7 separate regions of the Mus musculus genome follow, and regions 1, 3, 4, 5, 6 and 7 are each linked to region 2. The links are chromatin contacts, called in public HiChIP or PLAC-seq and promoter capture Hi-C maps. All regions are on one chromosome and are shown on one strand. The core of a region is the stretch at or near the end of the contact, and the rest is flanking DNA. Distances in the headings are between cores, read along the strand shown. Region 1 overlaps Ttc28 (tetratricopeptide repeat domain 28). Region 2 holds the start of Pitpnb (phosphatidylinositol transfer protein, beta). Region 3 overlaps Ttc28 (tetratricopeptide repeat domain 28). Region 4 holds the start of E130006D01Rik (RIKEN cDNA E130006D01 gene). Region 5 holds the start of Ttc28 (tetratricopeptide repeat domain 28). Region 6 has its middle 18 kb from the start of Gm36434. Region 7 overlaps Ttc28 (tetratricopeptide repeat domain 28).

The links. Promoter capture Hi-C pulls out the DNA fragments that hold promoters and counts their contacts. HiChIP or PLAC-seq counts read pairs in DNA pulled down with a chosen protein or histone mark.
Region 1: a contact with region 2 is called in an H3K4me3 HiChIP or PLAC-seq map of embryonic forebrain, with 3 times the contacts expected there. The contact joins the enhancer-like site here to the promoter of Pitpnb in region 2. A contact is called at or near these places in 16 of 39 promoter capture datasets (the 3T3-L1 cell line, the C10 cell line, the HPC-7 cell line and 9 more), 18 of 115 datasets of contacts at active chromatin or transcription factors (the SCID.adh cell line, T-cell acute lymphoblastic leukemia, acute myeloid leukemia and 10 more) and 4 of 9 other capture datasets (adipose tissue, embryonic stem cells, liver and 1 more).
Region 3: an H3K27ac HiChIP or PLAC-seq map of thymic regulatory T cells shows a contact between it and region 2, with 6 times the contacts expected there. The contact joins the enhancer-like site here to the promoter of Pitpnb in region 2. A contact is called at or near these places in 13 of 39 promoter capture datasets (the 3T3-L1 cell line, the HPC-7 cell line, HPC-7-derived erythroid cells and 7 more), 7 of 484 Hi-C or Micro-C datasets (CD4 T cells, cerebellar granule neurons, cortical neurons and 3 more), 13 of 115 datasets of contacts at active chromatin or transcription factors (astrocytes, craniofacial prominence, differentiating embryonic stem cells and 9 more) and 3 of 9 other capture datasets (adipose tissue, liver and macrophages).
Region 4: a contact with region 2 is called in a promoter capture Hi-C map of stem cell-derived epiblast-like cells, with 3 times the contacts expected there. The contact joins the promoter of E130006D01Rik here to the promoter of Pitpnb in region 2. A contact is called at or near these places in 5 of 39 promoter capture datasets (the 3T3-L1 cell line, embryonic stem cells, liver and 2 more).
Region 5: a contact with region 2 is called in an H3K27ac HiChIP or PLAC-seq map of embryonic stem cells, with 7 read pairs. The contact joins the promoter of Ttc28 here to the promoter of Pitpnb in region 2. A contact is called at or near these places in 15 of 39 promoter capture datasets (the 3T3-L1 cell line, 3T3-L1-derived adipocytes, the C10 cell line and 8 more), 5 of 484 Hi-C or Micro-C datasets (the G1E-ER4 cell line, LSK cells, embryonic stem cells and 2 more), 28 of 115 datasets of contacts at active chromatin or transcription factors (the SCID.adh cell line, T-cell acute lymphoblastic leukemia, acute myeloid leukemia and 18 more) and 3 of 9 other capture datasets (adipose tissue, embryonic stem cells and macrophages).
Region 6: a promoter capture Hi-C map of hippocampal neurons shows a contact between it and region 2, with 2.0 times the contacts expected there. The contact joins the enhancer-like site here to the promoter of Pitpnb in region 2. A contact is called at or near these places in 4 of 39 promoter capture datasets (embryonic stem cells, hippocampal neurons, liver and 1 more) and 2 of 115 datasets of contacts at active chromatin or transcription factors (embryonic stem cells and epiblast stem cells).
Region 7: a contact with region 2 is called in an H3K4me3 HiChIP or PLAC-seq map of forebrain, with 4 times the contacts expected there. The contact joins the enhancer-like site here to the promoter of Pitpnb in region 2. A contact is called at or near these places in 8 of 39 promoter capture datasets (the HPC-7 cell line, HPC-7-derived erythroid cells, cranial neural crest and 4 more), 5 of 484 Hi-C or Micro-C datasets (cerebellar granule neurons, cerebellum, cortical neurons and 2 more), 8 of 115 datasets of contacts at active chromatin or transcription factors (astrocytes, embryonic forebrain, embryonic hindbrain and 5 more) and 2 of 9 other capture datasets (adipose tissue and macrophages).

The regions. Positions count from the first base shown.
Region 1 is chr5:110,896,504-110,899,763 of GRCm38.p6, forward strand. The region is part of intron 2 of Ttc28 (tetratricopeptide repeat domain 28); the gene reads left to right. Among named protein-coding and RNA genes, the nearest start is that of Ttc28, 18 kb to the left of the region's middle. Within about 2 kb of position 1,813, at least 50 of the 459 cell types and tissues checked have an H3K27ac peak or open chromatin away from gene starts, as enhancers often do. A contact at or near this core is called in embryonic forebrain and stem cell-derived neural progenitor cells, where this site is marked.
Region 2 is chr5:111,329,133-111,332,247 of GRCm38.p6, forward strand. Pitpnb (phosphatidylinositol transfer protein, beta) reads left to right here and starts at 1,565. Exons shown (of 12, transcript NM_019640.5): 1 at 1,565-1,701. The coding sequence starts at 1,682.
Region 3 is chr5:110,977,862-110,981,003 of GRCm38.p6, forward strand. All of the region lies in intron 2 of Ttc28 (tetratricopeptide repeat domain 28), which reads left to right. Among named protein-coding and RNA genes, the nearest start is that of Mir701, 25 kb to the right of the region's middle. Within about 2 kb of position 1,445, at least 281 of the 459 cell types and tissues checked have an H3K27ac peak or open chromatin away from gene starts, as enhancers often do. A contact at or near this core is called in the HPC-7 cell line, adipose tissue, astrocytes and 15 more, where this site is marked.
Region 4 is chr5:111,760,395-111,763,502 of GRCm38.p6, forward strand. It overlaps E130006D01Rik (RIKEN cDNA E130006D01 gene), which reads right to left and starts at 1,334. Exons shown (of 4, transcript NR_045834.1): 1 at 1,242-1,334.
Region 5 is chr5:110,878,467-110,881,691 of GRCm38.p6, forward strand. Ttc28 (tetratricopeptide repeat domain 28) reads left to right here and starts at 1,337. Exons shown (of 23, transcript NM_001267622.1): 1 at 1,337-1,522. The coding sequence starts at 1,439.
Region 6 is chr5:111,680,296-111,683,765 of GRCm38.p6, forward strand. No RefSeq gene overlaps it. Among named protein-coding and RNA genes, the nearest start is that of Gm36434, 18 kb to the left of the region's middle. Within about 2 kb of position 1,271, at least 36 of the 459 cell types and tissues checked have an H3K27ac peak or open chromatin away from gene starts, as enhancers often do. A contact at or near this core is called in hippocampal neurons, where this site is marked.
Region 7 is chr5:110,995,073-110,998,398 of GRCm38.p6, forward strand. The region is part of intron 2 of Ttc28 (tetratricopeptide repeat domain 28); the gene reads left to right. Among named protein-coding and RNA genes, the nearest start is that of Mir701, 7.4 kb to the right of the region's middle. Within about 2 kb of position 1,914, at least 21 of the 459 cell types and tissues checked have an H3K27ac peak or open chromatin away from gene starts, as enhancers often do. A contact at or near this core is called in cerebellar granule neurons, cerebellum, cortical neurons and 3 more, where this site is marked.

The sequences.
Region 1 (3,260 bases), core at 563-3,062, 430 kb before region 2:
GAAGCAAGCTGTATTACATACTAGCCAGGAAGGTGGACACTGGCCAGGTCCATACCCCGGATTGCTAGAGAATGGTAGCAAATTACGTTAGGCAGGCGCTTTTAAAGGCAAAACCTACAAGGCTTCGCACACACCCTGACCTTCTTCCTGCCCAGGTACCTTCCACCTAAATGTGTACATCCTGTGGAGTCGGGGAAACCAACCTTGTTATAGAAGTCAAAACACATAGTTTGTTACCTCATATGAGCAGCTCCCAGCATTCCAGGAAGTTATCTGTCCTTGGGCAAGTGGGCTTACAGGTTAGAGGCCTTTTTGTTTTATATAGCTCACTTATGCATAGTAATTAAAACTTAAAACATAACTTTAACCCTCATACATCATGTCTGGGAGCATACAATAGGCAGGCAGGCATGACTTTGTGCAGTAGCTGGGACCTTAGATCTGATCCACAGCAGGAGGCATTCTAATGTATGAGCCTTTGGGGGACATTGTCTTTTAAGCCACCACAGTTTCTAAATTTGCCTAAGAAGTTAGACCAAGGAGGCTGCACGCTAATTACAATCTCATGCATGTGTACACTCACCTTTCTAAAACACCCAAAGTCTCTTGACTTGGGTTTTGTAAAATAAATCACTTGTTTTCTTACTCCAGAGGCAAGAAACAGAATACAAATCACCATCAAAGTAGAACCAACAGTTCAGTGTTGGCTGCTGAGGGCTTGGGAAGCCGCAGGTCTGGGCTCTGCCCTTCACAGGCTCAGACTGGCTGTGCACAGCAGCTGCTGCCACCTTCGGTAGTCATCCCATGGCACTGCACTTACAGTTACAGTCTCTACTGCAGTGGGGCTGCGCTGTCACCAATAGCTTCTGCTGGCTCTCCTTGGGAACCCTAATCCTGCTACACAGTGCCAACCCTCGATTTTTCTCTATGCAACATCACCAAAGCCTCTCTTGGTTCCAAGCCTCAGCTGTTCTCTTTGACTTCAAACCCTGGACCACCTAGGAGACTCCTACACCTTTCAAGTTGAATGCAAAGTATTGCCCCTTTCTGTTCTGCGGCTTCTGTGTGCCGACCCTGAGGAAACACTTCCCAGAAGATTATGTATGCCTCAGTGATCTCTCCCTCCTTTCCCCTCCCCCTCCCTCCCTCCTCTTCCCTTTCTTTTTTTTTTGAGACAGGGTTTCTCTGTGTAGCCCTCGTTATCCAGGCTGGTTTCAAACTTGTAGAGATGGCTTGCCTCTGCCTCCTGAGTGCCCTGCTTGATTCTGGCCTTTTCTTACTCACAGCTGCTTGATTATTCAGCCCCAGCTGACAAGAACCATAGCTACTCCATTCGAAATATCAAGTGGTCTCGATAAAATGTTTTAAGGGATTCTAAACTTTACCATTGAAACTTCAAAAGCTAGGCCTCCATGTCAGCACCAGTCTGCACAATAGCTTCTAAAGCTCTGAGCACTAGATTGCATTTCTAGACCAAATTTTCAGTACCCTTTTTAATTCTCCCCCAAACTAGCAATATCTCATGAACCTGGTACCATAATTGAGTTTATAGAAACATTTCCATTTATGTGAAAATGTGCTTTTAAAAAAATCTTTCTTGTGGAAGCAAAAGTGAATTAGAAATTGTAAGTAAAATCTAACTTTTATTTACACTTGATTTTTTTCATGATGTCCCTTTATAAAGTGATTTTGTAAATGAAAATAATTTTGAAATGCTGTACAGGGAGAAAGGGAAGGGAGCTGATTACATATTAGGGTGGATACAGAAGTAAGCATTGTGACGGATCGCTAGGCAACAGGCTGTGGGGATGTAGCATTTCTCATTTGTGTCGTCATGTAACCACGGTGGAGCCTGAGCTGGGTTTCTTGTTAATCAAGTCCATCTGTTGGTCCAGGAACACACTTTCCTCAGGGTACTGGGTTGCGTTTCCCTCGTTCCTACAGTGTCTTAAACTGCTACTGACATACTCCCTGAAGTGGACTGCTGGACACAGCCCTGAAACCTTCAGAACAAAGAACGTGACATGACAGCATTAAGGTTTCAAGTTTTTTTTTTTTTTTTTTAATAAATAGAACTCTTGTTTTTAATTTGATGAGCAGGAACTTTCCAACTCTAACCCTCTCTTTACAATCTGTTTTTAATTTGCAAAAAAAAAAAATTAGTGGTGCAATTTTGAGACATAAAATTGTTTAATGTACACACACACACACACACACACACACATATATTAGGTTTTTTCATTCTCTAGTCGTATTATCCCCAAATTCAACATATTATTTCAGAGATTTCACTGCTTTTTTTATTTGTAGCTACTTCATTTTCCACTTTCATTGCCCATTCATCAGTTAGTTGATGTACGTTGTTCTAGTTAGGGTTGCTATTGCTGTGACGAAACACTGTGACCAAAGCAAGTTGTACAGGAGGGGGTTTATTCGGCTTACACTTCATCTCACTGTTCATCATTGAAGGAAGTCAGGACAGGCACTCTGTCAGGGCAGGAACCTGGAGGCAGCAGCTGATGCAGAGGCCATGGAGGGGTGCTGCTTACTGGCTTGTTCCCCATGACTTCTTAGCCTGCTTTCTTATAGAATCCAGGACCACCAGCCCAGGGTTGCCCCATCCACAATGGGCTGGGCCCGCCACCATCAGTCACAAATTAAGAAAGTGCCTCATTTGTTATAGAGGCATTTCCTAAATTGATGGTCTCTCCTTTCAGATAACTCTAGCTTGTGTCTAGTTGGCATAAAACATGCCAGTACAGGCATCTAGGCTGTTTCCCAATTTCTGGGTCAAGACAGAAATCAAGAAGGGAATTACATTTTTTTTTTTTAAAAAAGAACTGAGTGAAAATTGAAATATAGTTATACCCAAATCTATGGGACACAATGAAGGTAAACACTGAGCTCATCGCACAGAATGTCTGAATGAAAACCTGGAGAGACTTTAAAAAGAAAAGATTTATTTATCTTATGTATATGAGTACACTGTAGCTGTACAGATGGTTGTGAGCCTTCATGTGGTTGTTGGGAATTGAATTTTTAGGACCTCTGCTCACTCTGGTCTATCCTGCTCCCTCCGGTTGGCCCCACTCGCTCAGGCCCAAAGATTTATTTATTATTATACATAAGTACACTGCTGCTGTCTTCAGACACACTAGAAGAGGGCATCAGATCTCAGTCCCAAAGATTTATTTATTATTATACATAAGTACACTGTTGCTGTCTTCAGACACACTAGAAGAGGGCATCAGATCTCATTA
Region 2 (3,115 bases), core at 315-2,814:
CAGGACAGCCAGAGCTATACAGAGAAACCCTGCCTCAAAAAAATCAAAAGGACTGAACTCACTGCTAGGACATTAGGCAAGTACTCTATAAACTGAGCTACATTTTCAGTCCCTTCCTACTTTTTATTCTCTAAACAGTCACCTATCTTTGGTTGTATAAATTAAGTCTCTACAAGATTCTTTATTCCAGATTTCTTGAAGTCAACCAGCCAGGATTCAGGTCCAGGGCTTCATCTTCAAAGTCCAACCCAGTTTCCCAAATCGGGACAACTGACCTATGCTCTGATATCTAACAAAATTAAGGAACACTTGGGACTGGGGTTGGAGAGATGGCTCAGCAGTTAAGAGCACTGGTGGTTCTTCTAGAGTATCTGGGTTCAATTCCCAGCACCCACGACGTGGCAGCTCACAACTGTTTGAAACTCCAGTTCCAGGGGATCTGACCTCATCCAGGTATACATGCAGGTAAAACACCAATGTACATAAAATATAAATAAATCAATCACTAGAGAGGGGAAGAATATTCTTGAGACTATTTCTAGTTTTTATGAAAATATTTTCAAGATCATTCGATGAGGGAAAAAATATGGTTTGACACAAAGTATAGAGAAATCAAATTTACCTAAAATGCCCGTTGACACAAAGAAGATTATTCCTGCAGCTATCCAGCTCCCTAGGAATCCCACTAAAAGGTCCTTGAATCCCAAGTTACTAAGTTCAGTGAGTGAGGAAGCAGAGGGCAGTCCAAGAGCAGTACTTAGTCACTGTTTCAAAATTGTTTTATCAAAGTTGTTAGGTCAACTAGTGCTTAAAGCCCGTGTTGGGACGGGCTTCTGATTGGTCTTAGTAAAATTTAACTTTCATTCTTCCTGTAGTGAGTTCTTTGCCCCGAAAGCACATAATGAAAAACCAATGCCTTAGACACGTAGAATTCGTCTAGAATTAGTCTACCCAACTGGGTCTGGGTCTGTCTCATGCAAAATTGCTTTTGTTGAGGATTCAATGTTTGGACAGGGGCTCAGTTGTTAAGAACACTGGGGGTTCTTGCAGAGGACCCAGGTTTGGTTCCCAGCACTCACATGGCATTTCACAACTGTCTGCATCTCCAGTTACACGTGAACCTCAGTATGCATGAGACACACAGGGAGCAGACACAATACAGGCAAACCAGATAGATGTACCCTTAAAAAGGTTAGTTAGGACAAGGGGCGAACACATCAGGATTTTAACACCGGTCTGTCTGGGTTTCTAGAACACGCTCCTGCTAAACCTGAGGTCGTCCTCGGCTCCCACACCTGTGCGAACTCAACGTCGTTTAGGGTCCCGACTGGAGAACTCACTGGAAACCATAGGCTGCACAGCGCCGTGAGAGACTAACGCTGGCAGGAGGACGCCGCGCTTGCTGCCCCACTGCTCGCCGAGAGTACGCAGGCGCGCTCCAAGGCTCACCAGCGCGCCAAGGGGCCACGCAGCCGCAGTGGAGGCCTCGTGCTCCGTGAGCGGGGCGTGGACTGGGCGGAGTCAGCTCCCCCAGGCGCGCTGACGCAATGGCCGGCGGCGGAAGGGCGCGGACGCGCAGGCGCTCCCGGGGCTCGGACGATTGGGAGGCGGGGCTACGCTTGCGTGTTGCGAGGCCCGGCGGTGGCGGCTGGCGGCGGCGGCTGTGAGGGGTTCCCGGAAGATGGTGCTGATTAAGGAATTGTGAGTGGGTCGTTGGGCTCGAACGAGGTTCCGGAATGCGGGCTGGGGAGGATCGGTGGGCTCCGCGAGGAGGGCGCTCCCGGGTCGCAGTTGGCTCCTTCCTGGAGCCCCCAAGGCCCTGTGCGGCGCCGCCGCCCTCCGCAGTCAGCGCCAGGGTCGGCGGTGCGGCCGGGGCTCTCGGGGGAGCCGGGAATGCCGGGCGAAGGGTCGCCCGCAAGTTCGAGCCCGACCCACCTCAGGCTCAGTGAAGCCCACTCTAGATCATGCCCCTGCGGTCGCTCTCAGACCCCTCATCTCTAAGATGGGGAGACACCGGCCCCACCTGCTTCACTGGGTTCGGTGCGGGGTTAAACACATGGTGCTTAACACGGCAAATAAAGACTTTTCCCAAGTTCGTCGGACTGGTCCCGTCATTCTGTTGGGAAGTTGTGGCTTCCCCCTCTGCTTAGAGCCACGGACATCACAGGAAACCGTGGTGGCGGGGAATGTTCAGCTGTCATACCTGAGCCGGTGTCCCTTGTGCAATTTCAAGTGTGACCCATTTTGTTGTTGCTGTTCTTCCTCGGCCCTGGTTTAATTTCAGATTCTTAAAAGAAGCAAAAAAAAAAAAAGACGTTAAGTTAGCTGTCTAGATTCCTTGCCTGTATTAACGTCAACCTTGTAAAAATCACTAACAAGGTTTCTCTACTTAACACTGCCCAGATTCTATTTTCTGCTCATATGTAATTTTTTTTCCTTGCCCATTCCAGCATTACAAGACCCCTTGTTCCTCTGTCGCTCTGTATGTTGGCTTTCCTTCTCTTTCTGCTGACTCGAATGCTTTTTCCTCAAATCAGTAGCTCACCTTAAAGGTCTTGGGAAGTGTGTATTGTTTGTCTTTCTGACTGTTCGCCCTACATTGTGCAGGATACTCACTCTGATACCTCCATTTTTTTTGGATCAGTCTTTAGTACATAGCACATCTTCAGCCAGCATTTGGTGTTTTTAAAGATTTGCCTGTTTATATGTGTATTTAAGTGTTTGCCTGCGTGTGTGCATATGTGCTGCGTTCATACAGTGCTCTTGGAGGTAGTAGTAAGAGGGCATTAGGCATTGGATCCCCTGGAACTAGAGCAAGAAGTGAGCCACCGTCCATGGGCTGGAAACTGAACCCAGTTACTCAGAGCAGCAAGTCCTCTTAGCCGCAGAGCCATTTCTCCAGCCCTTCAGCAAACTCTTGTTAAATGAATTGGTGACGATTCTTTTTCACTTTTAGGAGAACACTTTTAATTACATTTGTATGGAGAGGGGTGTACAGGGTAGTACACCGAGTGCTTTTGGAGGTCAGGGGACAGCTTTCGAGTCAGTTCTCTACTCCTATTAGGGTCCTGCACCTGAAACTCCAGTCATGCCTTTGCCTGCTGGGCCATCTCTG
Region 3 (3,142 bases), core at 195-2,694, 350 kb before region 2:
ATCTGTCCAGTCTATCCATCTATCTGGTTTTTCCAGGCTGGGCTTCTCTTTGTAGCCCCGGCTGGCCTTGAACTCCAAGATCTGCCTGCTTCTGCCTCCCAAGTGCTAGGATTAAAGGCGTGTACACCACTGCCCGGCTGCAATATTTTATAGTAATACAATCAGTGCTACTCAAGCATGGTGGTCTGTGCTTGTAGTTCCTGCTCAGCTACTCAGGAGGCTGAAATGGAAGGATGGCTTGATTTCACAAGTTCAAGACCCACCTTACTTATATAGTAAAACTTTGTTAAAAAGCGGTTTAATTTAGAGAAGCAAATAAAATGTATATATAAGTTTATTTATGATAAAGTTTCTGATTAACTTTTTTTTGATCGAGATCTCAAATCTCTTCTTTAAATCAGAATTTTTAGGGCTTTCAAAAAAGATTAATTTTAAAATTTATTTTATTTATGTTGTGTTTTGCTTGTTTGAGTCTCACAGTCATATGCAGGAGTCAGTGGAGGTCGAATCCCAGGCAATGGCTTGTCCTCTGGGAATAGGTCCTCAGTACAGTTAGCCACGCGGCGGCCATCTCTCCAGCCCCTCTGTGGAAGTTTGATTTGGACTCTTGCCCCTTTTACTTCTCCAAGTAGCTCATACAAATATAAGAATTCTTGAGAGGTTTCGGAGCCGGCCTGTGGACGCATATGGAACTGTAGCTTCACTTTTCTGCTGTGTAAATGTCGTGGCACTAAGACCCAGAAACTCTTTGCTGTGGTGGCTGGAGCTGGGCTGGCTGTGCTCGCACTGAAGGGAAGGAAGTCATTAGTGCAGACCGAGCTGTGGAGTTAGGTTCTTGCAGGATTTCCTTCCAGCCTTTCCCCACTTAGGTTCTTGGGAATTAAGAAAAAAAAAATCTAAACACACAAACCAAGTTTTCCTATTTACTAGGTTCAGGGAAGGTGGACATTTCGGAAGGGCAGATCCGATCCCAAGTTGTCTAAGAAGCAGAAAACTGCGCAAAGAAGCTCTGATTACAGATCTTTGGAATTTTCTTTGCTAAATTTTTACAAACGAGAAATACACCCAGAATTTTGGGAATTGCTCCAGGCTGCGTGTGAGGGTTTGATTGCTTGTCTAATCTTTTTCTTTTTTGGAGAAGAGGAGAATTCGCCAAGAGGGGCTTGGATGGCAGGAGCCCGGCCGGGTTTCTGTGGCAGCTTCTGCCGTGGGTCTCTGCTCTGAGGGGTCTGCGGCCCATCCCAGAGCTCCTGCCTGGAGCCTTTTCGCAGGCGCGGGTCGGGGAACATGCCCCGCTCCGGCCCGGGCGCGCCTCTGGCCGCCGGGACGTCCTAGCCCCGTGGGAGAGTGTGGTGGCCGCGGCACTTCGCGCTGAACCGAAGACGAAGACTGTCTGTCCTATCGGGGAAAGAACGAGGGGGTGCAAGGAGGCAGCATGACTTGCAGTCGCCGCCGCCCTGCGTCTGCCCCCAGCCCCCAGCCCACCTCTTGATGTGTCCCGGGTCGGCTGTACAAATATGATGAAATGGCAGCCCCGGAAGAAGGTGAGTGCGGCGACGGCGGCGGTGGGGCTGATGGGGAGGGGGCCCCGCGGGACCCCGGGGCCATCCGGGTCCGTGCGCCCATCGCCCGCCAAGTTCTCGCCTCCGGGCGCGCGCGGCCCGGCGGGGTGACAGCTGAGACTCAGCCCCGCGTGCTGGCCCGGAGCCGCGGCGCGCCCGCCCCGCTTAGGCCCGCAGGTGGGCGTCGGAGCGCCCCCTGCCCCGCGGGGACCGGCGTCCCGGCCGCTGGCAGCCGCTTCCCCTGGGCCCCGCTGGGGGGCGGGCAGCCCCGGAGCGAGCGCCGAGCGGCTCCCCGCGACGGCCGAGCCTCGGGCGCCGGGGCTGCGGCGGGGAGGCTGCGGGGACCTGCGGCCGCGTGGGCGAGTGCGGGCGCGCCGGCCATTGTGCGCCGCGTGTGTGCATCGATCGTGGGCAAGGGGGAGGGGGTACTTTGCTTTTTGCAAGATTATTTCCTAATATGGCTCCTTTGTTGAGAACCGGAGGAAAAAACATGCAGTGGTTCTATCAAAATAAATTGCTATTGGTCCCCGAAATAACGTTTCTAAATGTGGGACCGGTCCCTTCCTTGGGACACCGAGGGAGAAAGACAGCTTTCTTCAAGTTCTTGGCAGCCCGTGTTTTTGGCCAGGGTTCTCCTTTGCAAACTTGCCTGACTGCCACTCTTAGGTTAACCCAGCGGTTTACGGCATAGCGGGACTTTCCCTTCAATACCTCATTTGGCCATGGTTTTTATTGACATTCTTCTGAAGGAAAACACAGCGAGCTGAATGTGCCGTGCCCCTCCCCAGCCGTGACCTGTCTCTGCTAGCAGCTGTCTGGTGTTTCACTCAACTAGCTAAACTGGTTCTTTCTTTGTGCCGTGATGTGAGATGTCGGGTTTGACATCAGAACTGAAATAGAAATCATGTGTGAAGTACTGAGACGACACGGCGCTGGCTTGACTGCCAGGGAGCCGAGGAAACCGCGCTTCATTATAGGCCGGCGAATGCAAAGGTTTTCTTTGGTATCTAATTGATTCGATTTTATCCAGTGGCAGTTGTTTCTACCTCAGCCCAAAGCCACAATCACTCACATATTTGTTCGGTTCTCATCATAGGGCTTCCTTCAATGAGACTGATATAAAAGTGTATGCTGCCCCCTCCTCCCATGAGAACACAGGAAAACCCCATATAATCAAACATCTTAAACAGATGCTGCATAGACCTACAATCTTCTACATTTGTGCAATCATCAAGAGTAGTTTAGAGATCTCTGCAAACAGTGCATCCACAAATGCCTGCTTTTTCTATTTTACTCAACATGTAGTAACTCATACGGTTATGTCACTGAAAACCCCTCTGGGCACTGGGATTGCTCGAACCACGGAAGTATTATTCTTGGCAGCCAGGTGGATTTCTGGACTCTGGAAGATTCTGTTTCAAGTGTTAAGATTCACTGCAGTATTTACTCATGCCGTGACGTTTAGATGGCTATACCAGAGATTGTGTCTATTTTCTGTATTCACAGTCACAAGGCATCATGGTATGAGGATCCAGATATCAGTCTGGAGAGCTCATAGAGGCCGAGCTGTCCGACTGTGT
Region 4 (3,108 bases), core at 84-2,583, 430 kb after region 2:
AAGGGCTTGAGACAATTCCCAGGATCACAATTGGCTTGAGCAGGTGTCTGCCAGGCATAAGGTACCATAGCAAGCATAACAGTATTTCTTTTCTCAGTGCCCAAGCAGACATTGCTAATCTGTTCCAGAGCACATGATCTCAATGTGGCTAGTATACTGAGCCAGGGAAGCAACGTGTAGGAAATGAGGCACCCCATTAGATTCTCCATGCTGCTTCCCATTGAATCTCTACCCCAAACATGTTTCTTACATGGCAGAGCTGAGGCCTCAGACTCAGACAGTCCTGTGTGAGGTCACAGCTATCTTAACTCCGGTTCAGTCTCCCTCTGCAGAACTGCTTGGCTGTTTCAGAGTATATAGTCTAATTCCACAATGTTATTTCCTGCTCCCTTGAGGATCAGCTACCTCCCACGCCCATGAATACAGGGTCTCGTAGAGCTTTTTCCCGGTAGCACCTCTTTCCTTTTGGCATCCTCTTAAGGCTTAGATGTCCATTGAGTGCTCTAGCATGGATTAGTCATGTCTGCCAGGATCAGGTAAAAAAAGCAGTGGTGTACCTGTTAATGGTCTTTCTAAGTCTGGGCTCATGAAGGCATTCCCTTTAACTCTGACTTTGTAGGACAAAAACAAAAAATTCCTCTCACCCTAAGGTGAGCTTTACTAACAGAGCAGAGGGGTTCTTATGACATGACATGTTTACCAAATGAGAGCCACCCTAGAGCTGAGCCTGGCGTCTCCTGGGTCTTTGATTTGCTCTGGATCCCCAGGGTCATTCTTAGCTGTGTGTCTGCCTGTTCCTGCAGCCGCTTCTTATACAAAGCAACTCCTGTCCCGATGAGGTGAGTGCCACAGCATCAGAAGGGCAGAAAGCCAAGAAAGTCTCAAGTCTCCTAGGAGCAGAGGCACAGATCAAACACAAAGCCATCCTGGCCCCTCCTACCACTCCTCTCACTGGTTCTTGGCTATTTTTCTGGAGGGGGCGGTCACCGATCCTTCCCCCCATATCCCAGACCTTCACACCTTAAATGACAAACCAGCGTGTATCAACCGCACCCCCCCTGAAAAAATTCCAGCAAGATATTAATAGATAAATAAAAATAGCTTCCTTGAGAAAGAGGAAGCCACTCAGCGAAATGATTCGTTTCTGTGCGTAAACTCATGAATAATCTTATGCGCAGTCCCCCCCCCCCCCAACACAACCCCCCAAGGAGCCAGCTTGGCTTTGGACTCCAGCTCCTCACCCTTGTCCCACGTTCCTTCTGGAAGGTCACCTCCAACCTCCTCCGCAGCCCAGAGCCCGGTGGCTCTCGTGCTAAGTCCTAATGTCCCCTCCCAGGACCACCCTTCCCTTTCAAGGAGACATTTCGTTTCTGGTGCTATGGAAACGCGTGGACATCTGAATGAAAGGCGGGGCTGCACTCGGGAATCACCAAGCAGGAAGGAGAGTCGATAAGATAATGGTGTGTGTGGGGGTGGGGTGGGGGTCTCCAGGCCTTGGCTTTGTGAACCAAACCAGCGACCAGCTTCTGGCTTCTTTGGTGTCACATTTTAGCCTACCAGCTGCCTCGGGAGCAAGATGATCCACTCTGCCTTTTTTTTTCTTCTTCTTCTTCTTCTTAAAAAAAAAAAAAAAATAAGATTTATTTTTTTATTTTCCCTCATGTGTTGAGGGAGGAAGCCCTGACAAGGAGGAGTGACAGCCCGCTAATTATTCCCTTACTGCCACTGCTGTTCTGGCTCTGGACGCGCTGCTCATTTCTCCCGGCTCCTCGCTGAATAATGCATGCGCCCCATCCGTATGCGGGCGGCGCCTCCCGGGACTGCAGTCTAACTAGCTGATAACTGATTCAGTTTGTAAGCAGGGCCGCTGGGAGTTGCAAGGAAAAGTAGCCAAGAACATATTCAACACTTCTCTCTGGTTCCTGGCGAACATCAAGGAGAGGCAGGCTGGCGTGTTGGTGGATGTGGGCGGGTGGTCCTGGGAGGGTACTTGACCCCACTCGAGAAGGACGGGCCTTGGCTCTGGCTGTGAGAGAGAGGGTGTGATCTCAGGGAGGCTATTAATGCTAAACACAGTTATGGTTAGTCAACATCTTAGTATAGACAGCTATGGTCTAAGGTTAGACTCTAAAAATGCATCCTTTTGTGGTAGAGTGATTCTCTTTACACAAACTACGACAGTTACAGAGTCTTAGGGACACTTATTTATCTAGCATCGTGGACTATGCCTGGCAGTCTGTCATAAGAACCCAGGAACAGCAATTCGTTGTACCAGCTAGCTACTATACTGCTACTACTACATGATAAGTGGTCTCCGCAGATCACTGGTCACAACAGCGCTTACTGCTCTTTTTGGTTTAGGGGTCTGGGGAGCCCAGGCTTGTGCTAAGTTCTGCAGTCCCTTCTGGGGCTCAGCTATAGGCTGCAGGCTGCAGGCTTCAGGTCTGAGTCAGACCTGTCCTGAGGTCTCATGGCAGGGCCTAGGCAAGAAGGGAGAGCTCGTGCGCCACAGAAATACAGACACACACTTCGGACCTCTGTCTTTGACGGCATGATGTCTACTAACAGTCCGGTTAGTAAAGCAAATTCCATAACCACATTCGTCAAAGAGGGGCTGGAAGGAAGGCCAGCACTGCCCACCAGCCTGGCCTCTTTGCAGATCTGCTACAGGGCACATAGCATCCCTTACTCATGCTGCTGCCCCTGGCATTACCAGGACATGCTGAGGTTCCTGCACTGTGTGGGGTAACCTGGAAGCACTGCTCAATTGTTGACCTGCTCCCAGCAAGCAGGTGGGTCCAGCCTTCTTTAGGAATTATGGGAACACTTAGCTCCTTGTCATCCAGTCTCTCTCTCTATCCAGGAGGTAATCGACAGGACTCCTGGGCTGGGGCAGCAGCAAAGCCTCCACTTCCTTCGCAAAGGGGCTGGAGACTGGGAAGCAGGCTGCCCCACTTCCTTGTTTCAAGGTTGAACTGTCTATTATCAGCTCCCCTTAGCTATTTAGGACCAACCCTTACCCAGAGTCAGTCTGGCTACAGGGCCAGGAGCAGAGAGAACTTGGTGTGGCCGCTCCGGCTGGATGTCGCGCAAGGAGACGGCTCCAGA
Region 5 (3,225 bases), core at 87-2,586, 450 kb before region 2:
CTTACAGGTTCAGTGCTTCAGTCCATTATCATCAAAGAGGGAGCACAGCAGAATCCAGGCAGGCATGGCACAGGCAGAGCTGAGAGTTCTATGTCTTCATCCAAAGGCTGCTAGTGGAAGACTGACTTTCAGGCAACTAGGGTGAGGATCTTAAACTCATACCCACAGTGACACACCTACTCCAACCAGGCCACATCTGTTCCAACCAGGTCACACCTCCAAATGGTGCCACTCCCTGGCCCAAGAATATACAAACCATCATAGTCCCTCTGTGGAAAGACTGCACAAGAATCACAGACTGAAGACTCATGTCATATTTGATCCAGGTAGACAAGATCCAAGGCAGAAAGGTATGCCTGAAGGTGAGAGAGACCTTTCCCGGACTCTGTTACATGATCAGGAATGTTCAGGACTCAGTTACATGATCAGTGGTGGTGCAGGCCTTTAAACCCAGCACTCGGGAGGCAGAGGCAGGCGGATTTCTGAGTTCGAGGCCAGCCTGGTCTACAGAGTGAGTTCTAGGACAGCCAGGGCTACACAGAGAAACCCTGTCTCAAACAAAACAAAAGAAAAAATCATCAGGAATATTCTTTTTTGTTTACTAGGTTAAGTTCTCATCACTGTGTATGATAAAGATGAGAGGAACAAACAAGTATGTAAAAGTTCCAAGAGTAACGAGGCAGTAGTGCACGCTTTGAGGTAGCCAGAAATCCGCCTGCCTCTGCCTCCCGAGTGCTAGTTTTTTTTTTTTTTTTTTTTTTTTAATGTAATGTGCATTGGTGTTTTGTCTGCATACATATGGGTGTGAGGCTGTCAGATTCCCTGAAACTGGAGTTGCAATTGTGTGTTGTCATATGGGTGATGGGAATTGAATCCTGGTTCTCTAGAAGAGCAACCAGTGCTTTTAACCGCTGAGCCATCTCTCCAGCTCCAAGTTCACAGTTTTTAAGGAGACGAGGCGCTGCACTTTTTCCAGGGATCCCTCGGTTCTTAACTGCTCGAAACACAAGGTCTGACCTTCCAGAGAGCCACTCAGTAAGGACAGCATCCTTGGATGCAGGAGGTGGGTTTCTGAAGATTCGATCCTAGCTAGATAAGGGAGGGCGCCGACACAGGCCAAGGAGGCCAGCGTTCGCCGAGTCACTCTACTCTGGCGCCTTCACGGGCCGGGCCCCGCGTGGTGCCCTCCGGGTGGTCCGCAGTGCGGCGGGGGGCCGCGCAGAGCCGGGAACAGCGAGCGAACAGCTCCGGGAGGGCTCAGGCCGGGAACGCACTTGCGCGGTGCGAGCTGTCTCGGCGGGCGCGCGGGCGCGTGCGCGGTGAGGGCGGGGGCGCTCGGCGGCGCGCGGCACGGCAGGAACATGGCGCGCGGGAGCGGTGCGCGCGCCTAGCTGGCGGGACCGTTAGCTCTAGGCAGACGCCGACGGGCCCCGCGGGGATGGAACAGCCGCCGCCTCTGGCGCCCGAGCCGGCCTCGGCGCGGAGCCGCAGGCGGCGGGAGCCGGAGTCTCCGCCGGCGCCGGTGAGTGTGAGCGGGGCGCGGGCCGGGAGACTTTCTTTGTGAAACTCTGTCGGTGCGAGCCGGGCCGGGCCTCGGCGGCCGACGATGACCTGCAGGCGGAGGCCCCTCCGCTCGTCAGGGTTCGAGCCCCGCAGCGAATCATTAGGCAGACCCTGTGCATCATCTGCCTGCCTGCCTCAGTTTCCACGGCTGTGTGCTTGGAATGCACTGGGCACCTAATCTCCCGCACCTCCTCTTCCTCGACCCCGCCCCCTCGGAGCGGGACGGGGCTGGGGTGCGGGGCGGGGGCATCCGAGTCCACCGGGGCGGCTGGGAGGCTCGGGGGTCCCCATCCCAGGTGTGGTTGCTAGGGAGTGGGCTTTTGGTCCCTAGAAGGCTACAAGGTTGTTGGTGTCTCACCACAAGCAGGTACTGGAGAGCTTTAGGTCTACCTGGGCTTCCAAGTGTTTGGGTGTGTCTCTCAGAGTGAGGGATGCTGAGCAAAATGGACTTTTTCCTGGCTGGAGTAGTGTAGTCTTTCTCCCTCTACTCTGTGGTGTGTTTTCAAGCCACTAACTAGCCGGGGTATAAAGTAATAATCTGGAGCCACATACTGCACCAAGAGACACACGCACAAAGTGGTTTCCCAAGGCAGAGAAGGAAAATTTGAATTTTTAGCAAGTTTTCAAAGCTGTGACTGGGGGTGGGATGGGGGGCGGTGTCTGGCGAGCTGTAAAGTGTCCCATAAGCAGACAACTTTCCCTGCATGGTACCTAGTATGTAGTAGATGTTCAGTATGTATTTGTAGGACTGAATGATCCTGGGGTTGCAATTTAGGAGCCCTTGAGACACTTAAGATGTCATTTGAGATAAACATCTGTCAGTCTTAACTTCATATGATTTTTCTCAGCACCCGGGTTAACTTTTGTCGCTATTTATAATGTGATATTCCCAGTGTACTTTAGTAAAAAAGAACAAGGTATATGTTGATTAGGGTCAGCTAGTATCCTGGCAGGGTATAAAGGGTCAGCTCTGTATATCGATTAAATTCTGAGGGTCAGGGAGATAGATAGACGTCTCAGTGGGTAAAGGGGTCTGCTACCATGCCTGAGCACCCGGGTTGGATTCCTGGGACTCACACAGTAGGATAGACTGGACTCTGGCAAGTTGTCCTTTGACCTCCCTGCCAGGTGCAAAAAAGCACACACACACACACACACACACACACACACACACACACACACATACACACACAATAAAATAAAATAAAATAATTAAATCTGAATTTTAAAAATGTACTATTTCCTTATCTTCATTTAAGAACATTATTATTCTAGTATTTTGTTTTTCGAGGTAAACAGTTACATTTTCCCTTAAAAATTTAAAAGTATTTTTATGTAAATGAGTGTTTTGTTTACATGGATGTGCGTGTAGCAGAGGTGAAAAGGACATCGGATCCCATCTGGAGTTACATATGGTTATGAGCCTCGAAATGGTTGCTGAGAGCTGAACCCTGGCCCTTTGCAAGAGCAGCTAGTGCTTTGACCCCCGAGTCATCTCGTCTCTAATATTTACATTTCCATCATGCAAATCTGGATTATTATTTATTCAAGAAAGTTGGCAGTTGCTCTTTTGTATGTTTTTTTTTCCCAATACAATTGTTTGAGGTTATGGATTTTTTCCCCTTCATGTTGTTGAATTTCATTTAATTGATTTCACTTCAG
Region 6 (3,470 bases), core at 21-2,520, 350 kb after region 2:
TTCACAGATGTGTAAAAGCCCCATGCACCAATGGGCCTTGAGTTTGGAGCACACCAGGCTAGGGGCTGACTATCTGAGCCTGCCCCATGCATGTGTATATCTGTCTACTCATCTATCTATCTACCTACCCACCATCCATCCCTCCATCCCTCCATCCAGCCTCTTACCTATCTGTCCACCCATCCATCCATCTATCCATGCATCCATGCATCCATCCATGCATCTACCCATCCCCCCACCCACCCATCTATTCACCTACCCACCTACCTGTCCATCCATCCATCCACCCACCCATCCATTCACCTACTCACCCACTTATCCATCCATCCATCCATCCATCCATCCATCCATCCATCCATCCACCCAACTGTCCATCTCTTCACCAGAATTTTTTCTTTTCTGTTTTCTTTCGAGACAGGGTTTCTCTGTGTAGCCCTTGCTGTCTTGGAACTCGGTCTGTACCAGGGTGGTCTCAATCTCAGATCCCAGTGCCTCTGCCTCCAAAGTGCTGGGATTAAAGGCGTGCGCCTGACTTTGAGAAATGTTAATTGAGAAAATGTGTACACCTGATGTTACAGTTAAAGTAGACAGTAATGAAGAAAACCTGTCCCCCATACTCCCCAGGCTCTGATACTCTAGAGGAAGAGACACCGAATCCTTAAGGTTTGCAGCTGCTTCAAGGGCTAAGTGTGTTCCTAAGTATGATGAGGCCAGAGGAGGTCTCCTGAGGGATTGGTATGAGACCTGGGCTGAGAAGGACGGATTAAATACTAGCATTGAAGAGAGGGGAAGCGTATTTCACTGGGGCTGCACGTGCAAAGGGTTTGTGGCAGGCAGAAACCTTCTGGCCACACATTCCTGCTGTCTGGAGGGCAGAAAAGATCTAGGGGCCTGGCAGGTATTAGTCCCATGGCCACAGGAGAATCTTGACCTTTACTGTAGCACACTGGAAGCCATGGAAAGATAGAACATGAATTTTTTGAAAGTTCATTTTGTAGCCCTAAGCCTGATACGGGCGGTGTTGGCCTCAGGATCAGGGACAGGCACAGGTCTGACCCTGGCCAACCTGTCCTGGAGCCCCAGGACACTGTCTACACTGAGAAGACTATGACAGCCTGAACCCTCCAGAGGCAGGAACCCAGAACCCCTCACCCCAGCCAGTGGGTTCATTTACATGATCCTAGCTTAATTCATCCAGGGTATGTAAATGTATGCAAACCAGCATCCAGGAGAGGCAAAAATAGCAGGATGCATTAGCATGCCTCGCAGGAACATCGTTTTATGCAAATGGTTGCTGGGCCTACTGAGTGGGCAGAAAGGGGCATCTTCTCATCTCCAAGAGGGCCAGCTTCCTGACCCGCCCTGGACCCTGGCCAACTCTGCCATCAAGGGCGGGGGCAAGCGGGGAGGTCACAGGTACGGGGACAGACAGAATGGGAGGACCTTGGAGGGCTGCTATCCTGGAGTCTGGTGAGGTCCCTAGGATGGTGGGACCTCAGTCAGCTGCTGTCCTGGCTAGTCTTTGCCTCCACCCTGCGTCCCTCCTCCCTCTCTGCTCTGGCTAGTCCTCCTCACAAGCCTCCCTCTGATTGCTTTCCTGTACTGGCTTCTCTGAGATCAGACACAGACCTCCCACCCCTGGCAGCCTGCATTGTACATCCTGGGCACTGGTTCTGCTTTTCCAGGCCTCACCTCTGTCCTTCTCACACCTCTTGCCTCTGTGCCCCCATCCCCATCCCCCGAGTCCCACGCCAGTGTCTGTCTGGCTCTGACATTCCCTGTCACTTCTCCTCAGCTGTCTCCCCGTTTATGTTTCTTTCTCTGCCTCTGTCTCTCTCCTTGTCTTGCTTTGTCTCTGGCTGTTCCTGTCTCTTATTCTTCCCCTGTCTGCTTTTTCTCTTCTCTCCATATCTATTTCTGTCTCTCTGTCTGTGAGGCTCTCTGTCTGTCTGCTTCTGTCTGCAGGTCTCTCCTCCCTAGATTTTTTTCGTCTCCTTTTCTGTGCTTGTCTCTGCTCTTTCTATATCCACCCCCCATCTCAGGAGACCCCCTCCACTCCATCTCAGGAGACCCCCCTCCACCCCATCTCAAGAGACCCCCCTCCACCCCCTCTCAGGAGACACTGAGGGACTGCCCCCCCAGAAGTACTCCTTCCTGCTCCTGGGATCACCAGAAGATGTGTGGCCATTTGGGGGAGACATGGGGTCTCCCTACAACCCACATTCTGGTGACACCCAGATTCTGGCTGCCATCCACATCAGGAGGGCTGGGGGCCTGAGAACCCTTTTGAAGCTAGGGCCCTTGCTAGCTGAGATTGCCTGGGTTGGGTGAAAGCCAGGGATATGGCTTGGTAGTGACTGAGATTGGGTGATAGCTACTAAGTAAGGGCTGCCTCTTTGCCTCAGTTTCCTTTGCTGAGATGTGGTCCTACTGTGGTCCAAGTCAGGGCTTGCTGCGACTCAGCAACATTGCTCTCAAGTGTATGTCACCCATCTTGCCTTGACTTCCACTTGTGCCTATTGGCCTCAGTCAACCATCTTGCCTTGATTTCCACCTGTACCCATTAGTCTCAGTTTCCCCACCTGGAGACCAGTCCTGCCATTAGGTCATAGGGTGGTGGTTCCATAAACTGTCCTTTTCCTTCCTTCTCCAACTTTGCTGGTGGGTTCCTGGCATCTCTGTGCCTCAGTTTCCTTTTTTGTGGTACAGATGATACAAATTGCCTTCTGAGGTCTCCTGGACACACTGGACTGAATGGGGGTGTCCTATAGGTGACAGATGGTCAGTGTCAGCCCCACAGTGCCACCAAGTGGCCATGCAGGTCACCATGGGGCAGCCTTGGGTCTAGAGTTGGGGGCAGCTATGTTTCTGACCTGTGCCAGGCTCTCCTGGAGCCCTCAGACCCATATGCAAATTATATGAAGGATCCATCCAGGGGCCCCTTGTCCTGCAGAGGCAAGTTCAGACACCAGGTGCTAGACCTACTTTACAAATGCTGGGTGACATCAGGATGGTGTACTCACCTCTCTGAGCCCTGCTTTCCTCATCACACCAGACTGCTGTGGGGGGATCCCTGAAGCAGGAAATGGCTGATCCAGGGCTTCCTCCCCACTCCCCTCGTTCATCAACACCCACTGTATAGTATCCATACGGGGCCAACAATGACTACTGTAGTAACAGCTTGTCCCTAAAGGCTTAGCTCACAGTGTAGGGGGAGAGGGACCACATTGTGCAGTGTCAGCAGAGAACGTCCAGTAGAGACTGGAAAGGGGAAAGATGGGGAGGGAGCCTGCAAATTAGGGTTGACAGCCAGAGGAGGCAGAGTTTAATCAGATGTCCGAGGTAATGGGCTATCAGGCAGAGAGTAAAAGGTGTGTGCAAAGATCCTGAGGCAGGCCACGGCCCCTGGAAGGCGACCAACGGTAATCTTCAGTTCTGCAGCCCTCTCGAAAACCAGATCCTGTTTCTCT
Region 7 (3,326 bases), core at 664-3,163, 330 kb before region 2:
AAGCAGTTGATACAAATTCAGAGCCCTCATTTGCAGGTCAACTTTATGAGTGTCCTGTCATTGGTCTGTTTCTGGTGACAGCTGAGGATCCCCAGGACCTTTAATGAATTATGTTATCTTATATAATGTTTACGAAAGAAAGCATTTGAAGTGACGGGGCTGTGACAGAACCAGTGTTTCCCCTACAGAACTGTAACTGGGCAAAGCATCCTTGCTAATTTGCATAGAACTTTATGACTTAATTTTCCAAAGTAAATTTGTAATATTTATTTGCACTGTCTCATACTAGGCTAAGAATGGATCAGGTGAGAGTGTAAAATTTTCTTTAAGATTTATTTTTAATTGTGTGTTGGGTTTGGTCTGTGCACATGAGTGCAGTTGTGATCTCTGGTGCTGGAGTTGCACCTTACATGTGCCTGTGAGGTATTCCCCATGGGTGCTGAGAACTCAACTCAGGTCCTCTGCAAGAGCAGCACCCCTCTTAATTGTTGAGCAATCTCTGTAGCTCCAGAAATGTAAAATTCTTAAAGTTAAATTTTAAAATATTATAAATATATAGGATACAGTGCCATGTTTCAATTCCCAGCACCTACTTGGCAGCTCAAAACTATTTCTAACTCCAGTTCCAGGGGATCCAATGCCATCTCCCGACTTCAGTGGGCCCTGCATGTACAACCATGCTCCACAGTCATGCATGCAAGGCATGCATGTACATACACAGGCATGCATGCTCCACAGGCAAGCATGCAAGGCATGCATGCACATACACAGGCATGCATGCTCCACAGGCATGCATGCAAGCAAAATAACCATAGGGGTAAAATAATAAAATAAAAATAATTAAAAATAAATAAAACATTACTTAAAAAAAAGAAAATCTAGAGAAACAAGCATAAAAGTTCTTGCCATAACATTCTAGTCAGGGCTGGGGATGCAGGTCAGCTGATAGTGTCCTTGTCCTACGCCTTTAAGTTTGCTCCACAGCACTGCATTAAGTCGACATGGTGGTGAATGCTTAGAATCCCAGTGTGCAGTGTGCAGGAGGCAGGAGGCAGGAGGCAGGAGGCAGGAGGCAGGAGGCAGGAGGCAGGAGGCAGGAGGCAGGAGGCAGGAGGCAGGAGGCAGGAGGCAGGAGGCAGGAGGCAGGAGGCAGGAGGCAGGAGGCAGGAGGCAGGAGGCAGGAGGCAGGAGGCAGGAGGCAGGAGGCAGGAGGCAGGTCAGAAGCTCAGAGTCACTCTTAGTTACATACTCAATTCAAGGGATGCCTAGGCTACCTGAGAAAATTGTTCTCAGAACAAATAAATATATTTTAAGGTGAGCTCTTAAATTCCAGGTTATTGACTGTGTAAACAGGTTTGCAAACACAGTTAACATTTGTGTCAGATGCACCTGGCTATGGTGCATCTCAGGACAGCTCTTGTATACCTGCTTGAGGTCCTTGGTGCAACTGAGTACCAGGAAAGGTTAACAGTCACAGAGCTTATCATGTTACCACTGTTGGGCTTTAAATACTAATGTAACACGTGTAGCTCTTATAAATGAAATCATGTGTTTATTTATACTCTGTAGCCTTTTAGAGACTACTTCAATGATAGGCTTTTAAATAGGAGCAATTTATAAATCAAGTTGATTTTCGGATGATCACAGTATTAAATATTTAGCATAGTTATAAGATACGGAAATAGTGCTGAAACACATTCCTCAGCTTATAAGATCGATAGAGAACGAGACGCCAGGTGGCACATGGCAGGCATCACCAGGGCAGCAGAAATGTGATGAAACAGGTCACAGCTGGGCTGGGGAGACTCGAGGATGGACCTGGATTTGGAGAAGAGACGCGTGGACCAAGCGTCTTCGTGGTGAGTAACACATCAGCCATGCTGGTTGGGTCTGTTGGTTTTGACCAGGCAGGAATGAGCCTCCTCCAGGCAGTGAGAGTGATGTGCAGAGAGATGAATCCCGGGCATGGTTTTCACTATGGTAAGGAATCCCAATTTGGCTGGGGAGGAGACTTGGGTTGCCAACTGAAGTCTATATGGTAATTGGCTGCAAAGATGGTGAAATTAGACTTCACGTGCTTACTCTCCTCATGATGCCCAGCCTGTAACTGGCTTCTCTCACATTTTCATATTAAAGGAAAATAAAAAGCGGAGCAGGCTGCTCATGATGGGATTTTACTTGGCTCTGCAAGGAGTTTTAGAAAAATGACAGCAGCTGTTTACATGGTTTCTGTGATTGCCCTGTGCACATCAGAATGATTTCCTCATTGTTCTGTGCACGAGCCCACATCTGATTCAGCTGTCGTTGCCCGCTTGCCAATACTACTGTGTTTGTACCTGCTGATGGGAGTAGAAACACTGTGAGTTTGGAATTCTGAGCTCTTCCGGCTATAGAATGGCACTTCTTTACTATATGTTATGTGGCACCGGTGATCAGTTTGAGAGCTGAAGCACAATTCACAAAGCAGCAATCGCTCCTGGATTTCCAAATAAAGCATTTGAAGGAAATGATATTTGCAGAATGTGCTATAGTGGTGAATTTAGAGAGTACAAGATAATTACTTGTAATTATGGCAATTTCTGTAAGGGAAATCATCTTAATTTGTTCCCACTAAGAAACAGAATTGCTTTTCTCATAGCATTGAATCTTTTTAGGAGATTAATGCCGTGTGCCTTCATTACTCTGAATGGACATTACGGCTTTTCACTGCATCTGAAATTACCCTTTTAATTCACACTTCTGTTTGAATCTCGGTTAAATGCAGTCTCCACTTATTTAAAAAAATCATATTCCAGAGCTCTTGGACCGAACTTACACATGTATCCCAAGAGAATAATACATCCCGACCAGGCACAGATGAAGCGACAGTGTGGTGAGAGAGTCTCTGCCAACTGTTCCCTGAAATGTTTAAAATTAGCTAGCCCTTAGGCTGATGGGTAATTGCCCTGGGTTCAAGGAATGCTGTCTGTGCCCGGGTATTTTTGTGGAGACAGACTCTGACTTCTTTTATTTCTAAGTATTTAATTATGCCATTTGGGAAAGGTAACTGTGTATAGGACAAATCAGAAACTGAAGTGGGAAGAGTGAATTTTTAGTAGAATATAATTAACTGGAAAAATACTGAAAAAGAAACGAGGGACATATGTCTCAGTAGGTGACAGGGATGTTAACTACAAGAGCTAAGTTACTGTTAGACTGCAGTCATCCACAAAAATGAGTGACTCCGTCATCTGAGCATCTGGGGGATGTTTACAGTAGCATCTTGAAGGCTGGGGAGACCCCCCCTCAGCAGGTTGAAAACCTGAGCTTGGAACCCCAGCATTCAG